Regions from separate parts of the Ovis aries genome. Here region 2 is linked to region 1. The links are chromatin contacts, called in public Hi-C maps. All regions are on one chromosome and are shown on one strand. The core of a region is the stretch at or near the end of the contact, and the rest is flanking DNA. Distances in the headings are between cores, read along the strand shown. Region 1 overlaps CCDC85A (coiled-coil domain containing 85A). Region 2 holds the start of CCDC85A (coiled-coil domain containing 85A).

What was found. A called contact is a pair of places that touch in the nucleus more often than the background predicts.
Region 2: a Hi-C map of tail adipose tissue shows a contact between it and region 1, with 2.3 times the contacts expected there. The contact joins the promoter of CCDC85A here to the enhancer-like site in region 1. A contact is called at or near these places in 2 of 16 Hi-C or Micro-C datasets (muscle and tail adipose tissue).

What each region holds. Positions count from the first base shown.
Region 1 is chr3:67,777,805-67,785,217 of ARS-UI_Ramb_v3.0, reverse strand. All of the region lies in intron 2 of CCDC85A (coiled-coil domain containing 85A), which reads left to right. Among named protein-coding and RNA genes, the nearest start is that of CCDC85A, 150 kb to the left of the region's middle. Within about 2 kb of position 3,942, at least 3 of the 54 cell types and tissues checked have an H3K27ac peak or open chromatin away from gene starts, as enhancers often do. A contact at or near this core is called in tail adipose tissue, where this site is marked.
Region 2 is chr3:67,928,842-67,936,254 of ARS-UI_Ramb_v3.0, reverse strand. It overlaps CCDC85A (coiled-coil domain containing 85A), which reads left to right and starts at 3,939. Exons shown (of 3, transcript XM_060412168.1): 1 at 3,939-4,809. The coding sequence starts at 4,552.

The sequences.
Region 1 (7,413 bases), core at 2,693-5,192:
CCCATGGACTGCAGCCTACCAGGCTCCTCCGTCCATGGAATTTTCCAGGCAAGAGTACTGGAGTGGGGTGCCATTGCCTTCTCCAAAAGTGAAGGTAACTAACACTTAATGAGAATCTAGTTATCTGTCAGGTACCTTACTAAGAGCTTTACAATAGTTCCAAAAATGGAGCAGTGGAAATTCTCTTTTGCAGATGTCAGACCAGATCTACAGGCTGAATGACTTGCTCAGGGTCTCACAGCTAGCGGAAGGCAGAGCAGGAATTCAAGCATCTGCAGCATTCTAATACCTTGTTTCTCAAGGGTAGTACCAAGACTGGCAACAGGAGTGTCATCTCAGCCCAGAATTGCTGAACCAAAATCCCACACTTTAAGGTGATCCATAAGTGACTTGTATGTACATTAATGGTGGAGAGGCACTGCTATCACAGAAGTCTGATAAACCAGAGACTGTTACAGATAGAGGATGGGGGGCACTTGCTTCCTGGTGGCACTGTTGAGCTGTGACATGGGGCATTTGCTTTTCTAACTGTGACTAAAGCAGGAGGTAGGAGCAAAAGAAGAAGACATGGGCTGTGTTAATGGTGACCTACAGAGTAATTTTTGAGGTGTAGACACACTTGCATCACTATCATGATCACTAGAAAGCATCTATTAAAACCTTTTTCTTTAAATGGCAGCTCTCAGTTGATGGATTGATTTAGAATGCCTCTATTATGAGATATTTATTGGGAGAAAATTGAAGCCTAAACCAGAATTTCTCGTACTGTGTTTGAGTTCCTGGAGACAGTGCTAAGCCAGCAAGAAAATCATTTTTAATTAAATGTTTATTATAGTTACTACAGTGGTTTGGGTTTGAATTTATAATATAATGGGGTTGTATTTGGATGTAGGTACAATTTATGATGCATTGGGTCCTTTGTGTAATCATTGTGTACCATGCAAGATGCCTCTATTATAGGGTTTGAAGAAGAACTTTAGTACGTTCCATGATTATGAAGATTTATTATTATTCCATCTTTGCTTTTATGACACTGTAGATTATATTTGTGACAGCTGTGATACCGAATCCTTGGTCAGAAATAAACATCCAATTACTGTATAGTCTCAGAGGGAAAGCATGATCTGCTTTATGAGAGTCCACTTTATAAAGTGAGTTTAAGGATTTTAACTTGGCAAAAAGGAAATACTATCTGCACAGCATGTCATTTATTTGGTATTTCTTGTCTTCTCTGCACTAATTACATTCATCTCTAGTTATGAAAATCTGACAATATTCACTAGCCCTGAAGCTGATTTGATGTAATGTTTCTGGAGTTTCACATGAAGAGAATTGACTTGGTGGTCTAGTTCTTGATCCTGAAATACAAAAGCATGATAAATGAAGAGTTCTTCATGCTTCCATACTGCTTCATATATGCCATCTTGTCTAACCCTCCCATGGGTCAGGGCTTAACATGCTCATTTGATCAAAGGATTAATGAGTCAGAGGGTCTCACTGCCTTTTGTGTCCTCAGAGTCTTTTGTTATGAGCAGAGATGAGTAATTGTCATCCTGTCATCTGACCATTCATGGCTATCGTTGTTTGTACCATTCAGTTGACAGCTAGTCACGTTCTTTTTTATGGTAACTTTGCTTTCTGTTTTTATCTTAATAGTCCCTTAAATCATATTTATCTTCTTATGCATTTCAGTTTTACTTTCCTAACTAGTTTGTGCAAATCTCACGTGTGTTATACATTTCTTTATATTCCTTATATTACCTGATACATCACAGGCCCCTGATAAATATTGTTGAATCTGAAGTGGCGATAAGGAGAACTAATATCTTGATTTGCATCCTGCCTGCATTTGTTTCATCTCCTGGGCAGTGTTTTTTCTCTAGGTCTGTTAAGGTTAGGACTGCTGTCTTTTTCAGATTCTCACTTTAAGCCATGTCTTTGCCCTGCAGACCACAATGCAACAAAGAGGATTTGGAGCCCAATGTACTTGGTTTTGCCAAATGTTCACTGCTCTGATAAATCATCTATCAGCTAAGCTAACTTTGGGGAATTATCTATGGAGTTTAATTCTATTTGCTGGCCCCATCTGGTTACCATGGATACTTGCCCTGGCAGAAGGTTGTCCTCCTGGCCCTGGTACATGATGTTGCCTGTGGCAACAAACAGCTAGCTGGGTGGCAAAGGAACAGGGATGGGATGTGAGTACCAGGTATTCACAGGGAGGGCAGGGACTTTGCTTGGACCCCTGAGGCTATGGGGGACCTTATAGTCAGGGCGGGGCCTGTGGAGGGAGCCAGGGTGTGGTGTCAGAAGATGGGGTTGCTGCAAGCAGTAGTCAGCATTGAAAAGGACAACAGATTTTGGCTCAGCCACCTTGAGGAGAGGATTCTGATAATCTGCGGAGATCCAGGTGAGCAGGTAGTTGAGACTGGATCTGATATTAGGTAGAGTAGAGTAGTTCAGGAGGCAAGGGTAGTCTTGAATGAGCTTGGGCTCTTAGCTATGGAAGGGAGGGGAAAGGCAGAGCCTTAGGATAGTGAGGAGAGAAGGTTGGGTGAGCCACAGCTTCCTAGCAATGGATTCTGTGGTCAGAGTTGCAGTTAGAAACTGGGAGGTGCTCTGAAGAAAGAGTACAGCTCTAGAGTAGGACAGTTCTGAGTCTTATTCCTGTTCTTCCATATAGTAATCCTGCTGTCTCCAGAAATTACTTAGTTGTCTCATCCGTAAAATACAGAGGATGTTCATATGTGTTTTCCACCCTATGACCTGCACAGTGCTGCCTTCTGGAAAAGCATCCTGTGTTCATATAGTTTGGGAAATGTTGCGTGGTTTGTCTTCCCTCAACATTGACAAGATTTACAATATTCTCTGTTATCTTCCAGTAGCCGGTAGTGACCTGCAATGATTTTTATTTAGCCCGGTGGTTCCCAGACTGATGGACCATGGCATGTCATCTCCCAAATAAGCTGTTGACTTGATGAGGGAGTTTCAAGCTTGAGAAAGACTGTGCTCAGCGATCTCCCAGATGCCTGCTAGTGGGGGGTACCCTAAGTACATCCATCATTCATTTAAGAGGCCATGGATATACAAATGACCCATCCAGTTGAGGAGCCGCAAGTGGTCCTTTCCTTTCTACTTTAACTTGGTGTTCCTTCCCTCCTGAAAGTTATAGTGGAGGCTCACTGCTCTTTGGAATTTCCTGACCCCCAGCATGGGAGCACTGGTCCCTGACTCCCAATCAGGATTTAGAGGAAGGGGTGTGGAGGGTGCCTGCTATTGTTCCTCCTTCCTTTCCCAGAGCCTTGATGTTGGGCGTCAAGTGGGCCTCCCTGATGCTGTGTCTCTTCCTCTCAGCCCCTTTGGCTTGATCAGTTACAGGCTGCTGGAAGACGAACAACACAGCCCCCACCCCTCCAAACCTGGGATATTATGTCAGTCACTTTGGAACGTGTTTTCCTTTTTCCCAACAACTGGTTTACAAATAAACTCTTGGAATTCTGCCCACCCACCCTACCTCCCATTGGATTGGCTGAGGTAACTTCTTAACTGCAATCTGTTTAAACGTTTTGTAATCAAGAGTGGGAAAAATACTAATTGTTTTATCAGGCTGCATTTTGCATAAATAACTTTTTTTACCAGAAGTCTTTTGGGAATGGGGGAAATTTCATTAAAAACTTGGTGGAAGTAAAAGTGACTATTTTTTAAGTGACTGAATCCAGCTATGGAAATGACTTTGAGAATGAAAATAGTTACCACATAGAAAGTATTTATGCAGCTTATACTGTGTGTCTGTCATTGTCCCTGACACCATGGAATATCAACCAAGCTTCTGCCTGCAAGGGACTGAAACAACTGGCGAGGTAGAACCACTGTTCTCATGGATACATGAGCATGGAGTCCAGGGTTATTCTGTGTAGCATTACATTGAGTTAAGGCAAAGTGTGGTATGAATTCAGAGATGGGAGTGACTGTGACAGACCGACTTAGTCCATGGAGTCTCTGCTGAGATGGAGGGACTCGAGGGCCAACTACAGAAAGACAGGTGGGAATTGTAGATCTTACAAAGAAAAGGGACAATGCTTAGATGGGCAAAAGCATATGTAAATCACACCTTCTCAAAGGAAGGGCTTCTTAAGCCCTGTTGTGTGCAAGGCAATGTTTTGTATCAGCGGGTGATCTTGGGAACTTCCCCTTTGCGGTGGCACGTGGATGTGCAGGACCTGAGAGAATGAATGTGTCCACCTCAAACAGGAAGAATCCCATCCCAGCTGCCCTGCTTAATTGTAAGTTGGAACTTTCTCAGCTTGGTGGCTATGCATAGAACACCCATTTATGATAGAAGGAGTCGGTTCAGTGGTGGACTTGGTGTTGGCAGACCTGGGACCAGATAGAGTGGTGATAGGGGAGCACAATGTTAATAATAAATAGTAACAATATTCCTGAGACATATTTGTTGAAAAAATTAGATATTTGGATTAGTTGACAGCAAAGGAGATTATAAATTTCAAATAAAATGTTGCCTGTTTCCTTCTGGAATCATTCCAAGAACTGCCCCAGTGCCATATTTGGTTTGGATGGCATTTAACTATTAATCTTTGCCAGGATGCTTATATGATCATTCAGACACTTATATGGTTCTCCTAAAACATGTTCTTTGTTATTAGGGACAAAAGCAGTCTGATCCCATTTGGATTTTTTCCTGGGCATAGATATATCACTCCAGTGATTTGCCTGAGTTTTATTTTTGGTATTATTGACAGAAATTGACAGGCTGTTGATGAAATTAACTGACTAGTTCTGTTGAAGCTTTGACTGGCTTGCAGTTATAGACACAGTCTTAGTACTTAGAAAAAGTCACTAATCTTCACTAGATCACTGTCACCCTGCCTGTCAAATAATTATGATATTATTGTGAAAATAAAGCTTAGTGTCCAGAATGTGCATAGTATGGGAATGTTCTGTTAAATGTATTCTATTAGGATATTTGTTTTCCATACAGACAAATGGTTGACTGCCCATAAAATGTTTGTTGAATAAGTATGTGGTTAAGGATTTCCACTTCTGTTTCAGGCAATTATTCACAAAGTAGCAAAATGTCACTTTTCTATGATAAACAGGCATCATTGACATTCAATAAATTGAAAGTACTAATGGTAGTTGTCAAAAGGTTTTTAAAATATCTTTTGTATTCATCTTACCTGTGGCTGGAAAAACATTCCTAAGCCAGAGTTATAATTTTTCCTCTATTTTGTGTTCAAGTGGACTTTCTATTCAGAGGGTAAATTTTGACTTCACATATTGGAGAATTAACTCAGGCTATCTCACATTCTAAGAGATGCGTGTAGTAAATGGAAGATGGTAAAGTTGAAGATTTTTCTTTTGCTTCTAAAAGCCTGTATTTCCCATAGCTAAGCTAATTCAGCAAAGACTTGGAGGCACCAGTTATTTAAGATTTTCCTTTTGAGCCGCAAACTTTAATTAAAATATATAGTTTCTTGGTTTCCGACGCCTCTCTTTGATCTATTTATCTGTGAAGATATTTTTACAACAGAAATTCTGCATTAATTGGAAATTTGCTGCTGCTGCTAAGTCGCTTCTGTCGTGTCCGACTCTGTGCAACCCCATAGATGGCAGCCCACCAGGCTCCCCCATCCCTGGGATTCTCCAAGCAAGAACACTGGAGTGGGTTACCATTTCCTTCTCCAATGCATGAAAGTGAAAAGTGAAAGTGAAGTTGCTCAGTCATGTCTGACTCTTAGCGACCCCATGGACTGCAGCCTCCCAGGCTCCTCTGTCCATGGGATTTTCCAGGCGAGAGTCCTGGAGTGGGGTGCCATTGCCTTCTCCAAATTGGAAGTTTACCTTCCCTAATAAGGGGCATACCTGCACCAGCAGGTTGTAGTCCAGAGAGTCTGAGCTGGCTTTGCTGGATGTAGCATTTCCCCCAAATCTTTTTTCCAAAAGGAACATTATGCCATTTTTCATTGATATTAATGTATGAACTAAAGCTTTCTGTCTTGACTTGCCAGACTGAGTGAGAAATTAAATACTTAGCCAGGCAACTCGGTTTATCCATCCTCAGACTCTCTCTTCCCTTATTAAGAGGAAATTTTACCTAAAATATTGGAGTTGTCTTCATAATTGGAAAAGAATTTTTCAGAAGGGGCTTGAAGAGGGTGTTTGTTTCAGAGGTCCTGCAGAGCAGTGTGACTGATGTTCATGAACAGCCTTTGAAATTTAAATTTTTTTTAATGATTTTTTAAACTCCAGGTCGTTCATGTATCTGCTTGGCTGTTGTCTCATCTCCAAGTCCCACCTTCTCTCTCCGCATCTCCTTCATCCTCAAGTCCCATGGTCTTTAAATTGTGAAGATGGGGAATTGTCTTTGACCACTTTACTTTTTCTTTGACCAACCAGATAATAACAAAACTTATAAAATCCAATCCATCTTCTGTATTCTTGTGATGACTGCTTATGCACGTCATCTACTGAAATGCTTTCCTCTGGCGTTTTTGTATAGTCAGTCCAGAGTATGAGAGCCAGTTTAATCTGCCTTATCTGTGCCTACCAATACATCACCGTCTAGAGAGATGTATGGAGTTTTAGACCTGAAGGGATCACATGAACCTAACCACCAGATATAGACCTGGTGCCTAATACTCTTCTTTTTTTTTTTTAAACAATTTTTATTTTTACTTTATTTTACAATACTGTATTGGTTTTGCCATACATTGACAACGAACCCACCACGGGTGCACATGCGATTCCAAATGTGAACCCCCCTCCCACCTCCCTCCCCACAGCATCCCTCTGGGTCATCCCCGTGCACCAGCCCCAAGCATGCTGTATCCTGCATCGGACATAGACTGGTGATTTGATTCTTACATGATAGTATACATGTTTCAATGCCACTCTCCCAAATCATCCCACCCTCTCCCTCTCCCTCTGAGTCCAAAAGTCCGCTATACACATCTGTGTCTTTTTTGCTGTCTTGCATACAGGGTCATCATAATACTCTTCCTTTTAATTGTACTCAACTATTTATTTGTTTAATATTTATTTATTTTATTTGGTAGTATCAGGTTTTGGTTGCAGCACATGGGGTCCTTGTTGCATCATGTGGGATCTTTCGTTGTGGTGAACAAACTCTCGTTCTGCACCCAGGATTCAGTAGTTGTGGCCTTAGTTGCTGCACAGCATGTGGGATCTTAGTTCCCTGACCAGGAATCGAACCCATGTCTCCTGCATCACAAGGCAGATTCTTAACCATTTAATCAGGGAAGTCCCTATATTTTCTAATTAAAAAAAAATAAATACTTTGCTCATCTCTACCACAGGGCCTCTGCATGCACTGCCCCTTTTGTCTAGATTGCTCATCTTCTGAACCATGGCTCTCAGTCATTATTTCTTCAC
Region 2 (7,413 bases), core at 2,690-5,189, 150 kb before region 1:
TGACATTACTGTATCTTAAAAAAACTACCTAGCTTCCCATGAAGCTGGGAGGTGGTCAGATGGTAAGCCCTGACTATTAGGATATAAATGAGATTCACTGGGTCATGTTACCAACAGAACTTTTGGCATCTACATCTACCTCCTTCCTGCCTCAAATGTAGATGGATGGCCAGAGCTCCAGGTATAAACAGAACCCCACAGTTCAAACTCTTGTTGTTCAAGGGTCAACAGCACTAGAGGAGTCTGGGTGTTGGGGATGTTAGCTGATGTGATGAGCCATCTGTGTTTGCTAACTGGCACTCATTGGAGTTAGGCTTCTACCTCCAAGAGAGCTAGGGCACTATCTTCCCTGATGATCACATTTCAAATGGATGGCTCTCAGGTCCTTGAGAAAGAATTTCTGGGTGGTAATACTGGTGATAAGCTGGGAGGTGATCTACAGTTCAAGAGAGCAGAGAGAGAATTTACGAAGGAAAGTCTTCTAAAGTAAGTGTTCTATGGAAAGGGAAGTCATGGACCTTCAGGATGGGCAGGAAGAAACCTGTCTGAAGTGTAGTTAAGTGGAGGGGAACTTTAAGGGCATCAAGGTCAAAGGGAGAACCACCATTCAGGCTCTCCAGGAAGTCAGGTGTCAGAAGTCCCTGAGCGATCATCTCTTAACAGGTAGCAGCTTTATCAGGGGACATACACTGAGCAGCTGGTGGGGGGTGGTCCTCTGATTTAGATCCTCATCTTACTGGACAGAGAGATTGCCTCTGCACCCTGGTTTTCTGAAGTCCCTTGGGGGCAAATCTCTGTGGTTTTCTGACCCTGTCCCATCCTATGCCCCATGACATGCCCCACCCTTGGTCCTGCGCATATCACTTCAGTGAGTATACACTGAAGTGACATGCCCAGGACCAAATGCATCCACTTCTTCAGGCAAAAACAAGCGTTTTCCTCTCAGATGATCCCATGTGAATCATATGTGAGAGCAGAACTGAGGATAGGGGAAGAGACTCTTGTAGCCCAAACACAGTACACAGAGACACAGGGTACCCCTTCCAGAAATTACTACGATAAAAGGCCGAGCAGCAATACAGGGCAGCCTTGACAGGCATTACAGCTTGCCTAAAGGGCAGTACTCAGAGAGGAAGTGACTGCTGACCTTAAAATCCAGGCTTCCCTGAGCAGTTCATTCAGTTCAGTTGCTCAGTCGTGTCCGACCCTTTGTGACCCGGTGGACCGCAGCACGCCAGGTCTCCATGTCTATCACCAACTCCTGGAGTTTACCCAAATTCATGTCCATTAAGTTGGTGATGCTATCCAACCATTTCATCTTCTGTCATCCCCTTCTCCTCCCACCTTCAATCTTTACCAGCATCAGGGTCTTTTCCAATGAGTCAACTCTTCGCATCAGGTGGCCAAAGTATTGGAGTTTCAGCTTCAACATCAGTTCTTCCAATGAACACTCAAGACTGATTTCCTTTAGGATGAACTGGTTAGATCTCCTTGCAATCCAAGGGACTCTCAAGAGTCTTCTCCAACACCACAGTTCAAAGGCATCAATTCTTCAGCACTCAGCTTTTGTTATGGTCCAATTCTCACATCCATACATGACTACTAGAAAAACCATAGCTTTGACTAGAAGGACCTTTGTTGGCAATGTCCCTGCTTTTTAATATGCTGTATAGGTTGGTCATAGCTTTTCTTCCAAGGAGCAAGCATCTTTTAATCATGTCTGCAATCACCATCTGCAGTGATTTTGGAGCCCCCCAAAATAAAGTCTGCCACTGTTTCCCCATCTATTTGCCATAAAGTGATGGAACCAGATGCCATGATCTTCGTTTTCTGAATGTTGAGTTTTAAGCCAACTTTTTCACTCTCCTCTTTCACTTTCATCAAGAGGCTCTTTAGTTCTTCACTTTCTGCCGTAAGGGTGGTGCCATCTGCATATCTGAGGATACTGATATTTCTCCTGGCAATCTTGATTCCAGCTTATGCTTCATCCAGCCCATCTCTTTCAGAATTTTCCACAGTTTATTGTGATCCACACAGTCGACTTTGGCATAATCGATAAAGCAGAAACAGATGTTTTTCTGGAACTCTCTTGCTTTTTCGATGATCCAGCACAGGTTGGCAATTTGATCTCTGGTTCCTTTGCCTTTTCTAAAACCAGTTTGAACATCTGGAAATTCACAGTTCACGTATTGCTGAAGCCTGGCTTGGAGAATTTTGAGCATTACTTCACTAGTGTGTGAGATGAGTGCAACTGTGCTCATTTGAGCATTCTTTGGCATTGCCTTTCTTTGGGATTGGAATGAAAACTGACCTTTTCCAGTCCTGTGGCCACTGCTGAATTTCCCAAATTTACTGGCATATTGAGTGCGGCACTTTCACAGCCTCATCTTTTAGGATTTGAAATAGCTCAACTGGAATTCCATTACTTACACTAGCTTTGTTTGTAGTGATGCTTCCTAAGGCCCACTTGACTTCACATTCTGGGATGTCTGGCTCTAGGTGAGTGATCACACCATCGTGATTATCTGGGTCATGAAGATCCTTTTTGTATAGTTCTTCTGTGTATGGTTTCCACCTCTTCTTAATATCTTCTGCTCTGTTAGGTCCATATCATTTCTGTCCTTTATTGAGCCCATCTTTGCATGAACTATTCCCTTGGTATCTTTAATTTTTTTGAAGAGATCTTTAGTCATTTCCATTCTATTGTTTTCCTCTATTTCTTTGCATTGATTGCTGAGGAAGGCTTTCTTATCTCTCTGTGCTAGTCTTTGGAACTCAGCATTCAAATGGGTATATCTTTCCTTTTCTCCTTTGCTTTTCATTTCCTGTCTTTTCACAGCTATTTTTAAGTCCTCCTCAGAGAGTCATTTTGCTTTTTTGCATTTCTTTTTCTTGGGGATGGTCTTGATCCCTATCTCCTGTACAGTGTCATGAACCTCCATCCATAGTTCATCAGGTACTCTGTCTATCAGATCTAGTCCCTTAAATCTATTTTCCACTTTCACTGTATATTGTAAGGGATTTCATTACAAGAAGACTCTACACATGAACATCACCAGATGGTCAACACAGAAATCAGATTGATTACATTCTTTGCAGTCAAAGATGGAAAAGCTCTATACAGTCAGCAAAAACAAGACCAGGAGCTGACTGTGGCTCAGATTATGAACTCCTTATTGCCAAATTCAGACTTAAATTGAAGAAAGTAGGGATAACCACTAGACCATTCAGATATGAGCTGAATCAAATCCCTCCCTGGGCAGGAGTTTTTATTTTTCCCTTAAGGCTCTGATGTTTTCCAAACAAAAATATAAAAGATCCAGAACTTTCCTTTAAGCTTCTTCACTAAGTAGTGGGTTTTTAGACAAGACAGAGGCCTGCTCTGGTGAGTGTGAGGGTTTGCGGTCCTTAGAGTATTGCCCAGAAGCCTCTTTTACCCCTTCTTAGAGAGTTTTCTTACACGTTCCTTCCCCACAGCCCGCTTATGTCTTTGCCACCGACCTTTTCTTCTGTCCTCCAAAGTATACTCAGACGGTTACCCTCATGTCGTCCTACCCATCTTTCCTGAACCTCAATTTCTTCAAGTAGCTCATTTTGCTCACAGCTGTTTCCCCTGCCAGGTAACTAGCCTGGCAGGCAAGGGGCGGAGGGAGCAGTAACTTCGGTCACACGGTGGCGCCCGCGAGCCTCCCAAAGCCTGAGCGTCACGTCTTCTCATACTTCTCCCGCCCCACCCGCGCCGGGGCGCAGAACGAACCGCACCCCCGGCCTTCCCCGGCGGGACAGCGGAGAGCGTGCCTCGGCATCCCAGCAGGCAAGGGAACGGCTGCAGCTGCGTCCGGCCCGCGCGGGAGGTGCGGCCGGCTGCAGGCTGCCCTGGCTGCAAGCTCCTCCTCCTGCCGATCCAGCCTTTTCCCACCCAGCCTCCACCCCTCCTCGGCTCGGCGCTGCAAATCCTAGGCTTCCCTGGGAGCGGCGGCGGGAGTAGCTAAGGCGGTCGGAGAAGCGCCGCCGTCCGTCCGCACGGATCACCCGGGCAGCAGCGGCGGCGGCGCCAGCTTAGCCCCGGAGGTGCCGCGGGGCCCAGCGCGCCCCTGCGAGGCTAGGATAGAGGCGGGGCTGCAGCTGGGCAAGGGGGAAGAAAGTGAGCGCGTGTGCGTTGTGTGCGTGCGAGAGTGTAGGGGGCGACAGGCTCGAATTAGGGCGGTGGAGAGGGCAGGGGAACCGGGCTGCGGCTCCCCAGTGCCTCCTCGAGCGGCACCCGCTTCCCGGCGCCCCTCACCATGGACCTGCGCGGAGTCGGGATGTGCCTTGGCCGCAGCGCGCGGGTGGCTGCCCGGCCCTTGGGGTGCGCGGGCGCGCGCGCGGAGATGGCGAGGTAGGATGGCCGTCCAGCGCGACCCCTGCCGCCCCAACCCAGCGGCCCCTGGGCGGTGCAGCTGACTCGCTGGAGCGCACAGGGGTGTGGGCGGAGGCGGCCCCGCAGCGCCCGCGTCTTCGGGAGTCGCTTTGCCTTTTCCACCCACTCACACCTGCCGCCGCGCGGATACCATGTCGAAAGCGGCTGGAGGCGCATCGGCGGCGGAAAGTTGTCCTCCAACCTCTGCCGGCCCGTCTGCGGCCGCTGCCGTGGAGGACCTGTCCAAAGTGTCGGACGAGGAGCTGCTGCAGTGGAGCAAGGAGGAGCTGATCCGTTGCCTGCGGCGCGCGGAGGCCGAGAAGGTGAGCGCGATGCTGGACCACAGCAACCTCATCCGGGAGGTCAACCGCCGCCTGCAGCTGCACCTCGGCGAGATACGAGGGCTCAAGGTGAGCGCTGAGCTCTGCAGGGCGGGGAGCTGGGCGCCCCGGGGAGGTGGGGCCAGACGACTTTCCCTCCTTCCGTCAACAGGTAGTGCTCCCCTTTCTCCCTTGTCTGCACCCCCCGCTCCCCTTCCCCAGCCCTTTGGAAACTTTTCCAAACTTCGGAGACATTCGGTTCCCTCCTCTTCTCCATATGGGGCGCGCTAGCGTCGAGCTCGGTGGTCCTTTGTGGCCCCAGGAGCGTGCTCCAAGGATGTCGAAAGGCTGGGAGGTCAGCGATGGGCGCGCGGAATCTTTAATTTCCCAGGAAACCTGGAAAATCGGTGCTTTGGGGAGCCAAGTTACAGCCAGGCAGGAAAAAAACAAAAACGAGCGAAAGGTTGAGTCCAGAGCGTCTTCGCCCTTGGGGATCAGGGATATGATAACGTTGCTCTGGCGCCACGACTTCTCCATGGGGCAAAAGGTGAAGAAAGGGACAGGGGAGAGGGGCTGACGGGGCGCCCAGGGTGAAGCCCGGCGCCATCCCTGGAGCTGGGCTATGTCTCATCTTGCAGAGAAGCTTACCTCTGCCTTCCCGTTCTGTTTTCTACCTGTTCCGATGCTTTCCTTCTCCTCGAGTTAGACTGGCATCATCTGGGGTTGCCCGACCGTACCATTTGCCCCCCATTTGATTGTAAGTTCACCTAGCCTGGGGTGAAGGGCAGAGGGACTCAATGCGGGAAGCACAGGGATTTGAAAAGGCAGCTCAAGTATCAGCCAACGATGCTTTCCCTTTCTTTGCTATTAGGGGAAAGAAAAGAACAAAAGAAAAGCAAAACAGTAACGCCGCAAACCCCCACCAAGTTTCTTTTCTCCTGGAAGCCTCTGAGTGTGCCTGCAGCGTGCCCGCCCCAGTGGCTGCCGCAGATGAGTGGTGGGGAACCGCCCTGCCCCTGTGTACCACAAACTTCCTTTCCTCACTGCTTGCGCTGGTGCCTCCTGGTATTCCTTCCTCTCATTGTTCTTCTTTTGTTTATAGGAAGCCAGACACAAACGAAATCACTGAAGGAACCTGGGGAGCAAATACCCGCAGGCACATGCTGTTCTTGTCCGCTTTCCACTCCCACCCTGCTTCTCAGGCCCTAGACGCTTACCGCATACCGAATTTCCTCGGCGGTCCAGCTGTAGGATTCTGGGGCAAAGGGGAATGGGAAGGGTAGAAGGCAAGATGCTCACCTGGGTGGTGGGCCCGCTCCAGGTGGAGATGGCCCTGCCCTGAGGCTCCAGCTGACTGTCATATGGTCCCTAGAGTGGGTGCAGTTGGGAGAATCTCAGTTAGGAAAACCCCAAGGCTTAATCTCTCTTTTGGTTCAATTCATTACTAATGGACTATTTATTAAGTACTAGACTCTTGGGGGATTAGAGGCAGGCCAGGCTAGTGGGGAGCTCATCTCAGAGGTGGATTTGCATCTACAGTAGAATCCTCATTTGGCCAGGAGGGTGAGCTTGGGTAATTAATTTCTCAGAGCTTCATTTTACTCATTAATAAAATGCAAATCATAGTAACCATCGCCTTGGGGGTTGTGACAATAAATTATGATAATGTAGGCAAAGGTTTAATTCTGGACTTGTCTGCAAAAATGGTGGTTATTGTCCTCAGGTGACGATGCATAGGTGTATGTATATGCATCTTCCGGATCAGTCCCAGTTTCCTAGGCAAAGCCGGACCCAAGTATAGTTCACGATCCTCCAATTTCATCTTCTATGGCTTGACCTATAATATGACTTGGAAGAGTTTGTAATTAATTTCCTAGAGATTTTGATAGTATGGAACATTGACATAAGTGCTTAGAAATACTTGAAAGTTCTTTTCGTTTGTGTGGACTGTGTGTGTAAGTCTATGTGTAAGTGGTGTGGGGAATGGGGGACCTGGTCTTGATTCCAGTAACCTCATTTAGAGGAATACCTGTATGGCCAGTTAAGAGCAGCTATTATACCTCAAGTAGTCTCCCTTGTGGCTGGAATTTGTGACCAGTCCACCAAGTTCAGAAATGACGGGGGCAGGTTACTGCTATCTGACACAGCCTCTACTCCTCATCCACATCATCCCGCCTCCCCCCGCCCCCCCAGGGCTGTGAAAGCCCAGTCAAGGGGCCAGCCATCTTCCTTCCCTTCTTCATCTCGGCTCAGAGCTTCCATAGACACCATCATGATCCATAAATGTCATTGACTAAATAAGTAATAGTACATTTATTTTCACTTAATTGGAAGGAAGGGAATTTATTTTTTGCCCTCTGTTGGTTTGGGACTCAGCTGAAGACTAAAGTTTGGAGTAATTAAGGCCATAACACTTTGCTTTCTTTTTTTTTTTTAATGTCTCTTTCTTTGAGCTGCCTTTGAAATTGCATCTCAATATTTTGAAGGCTACTAGGTGGTACTGTGGCTGTGGACATGGGGAGATGGAAGCAACATTCTCATCCTTTGAGTGGCCTATGACTAAGTCCAAGCATTGGCTTGGTAGTTCAGGGTGGAGCAGTGGAAAGTGAAAGGTTTGGGGCCCTGATGATTTGGGTAGCATGGGCAAATAACTCACCTTTTTGAGCTTTTGTTTTATTTCATCTGCTAAATGGG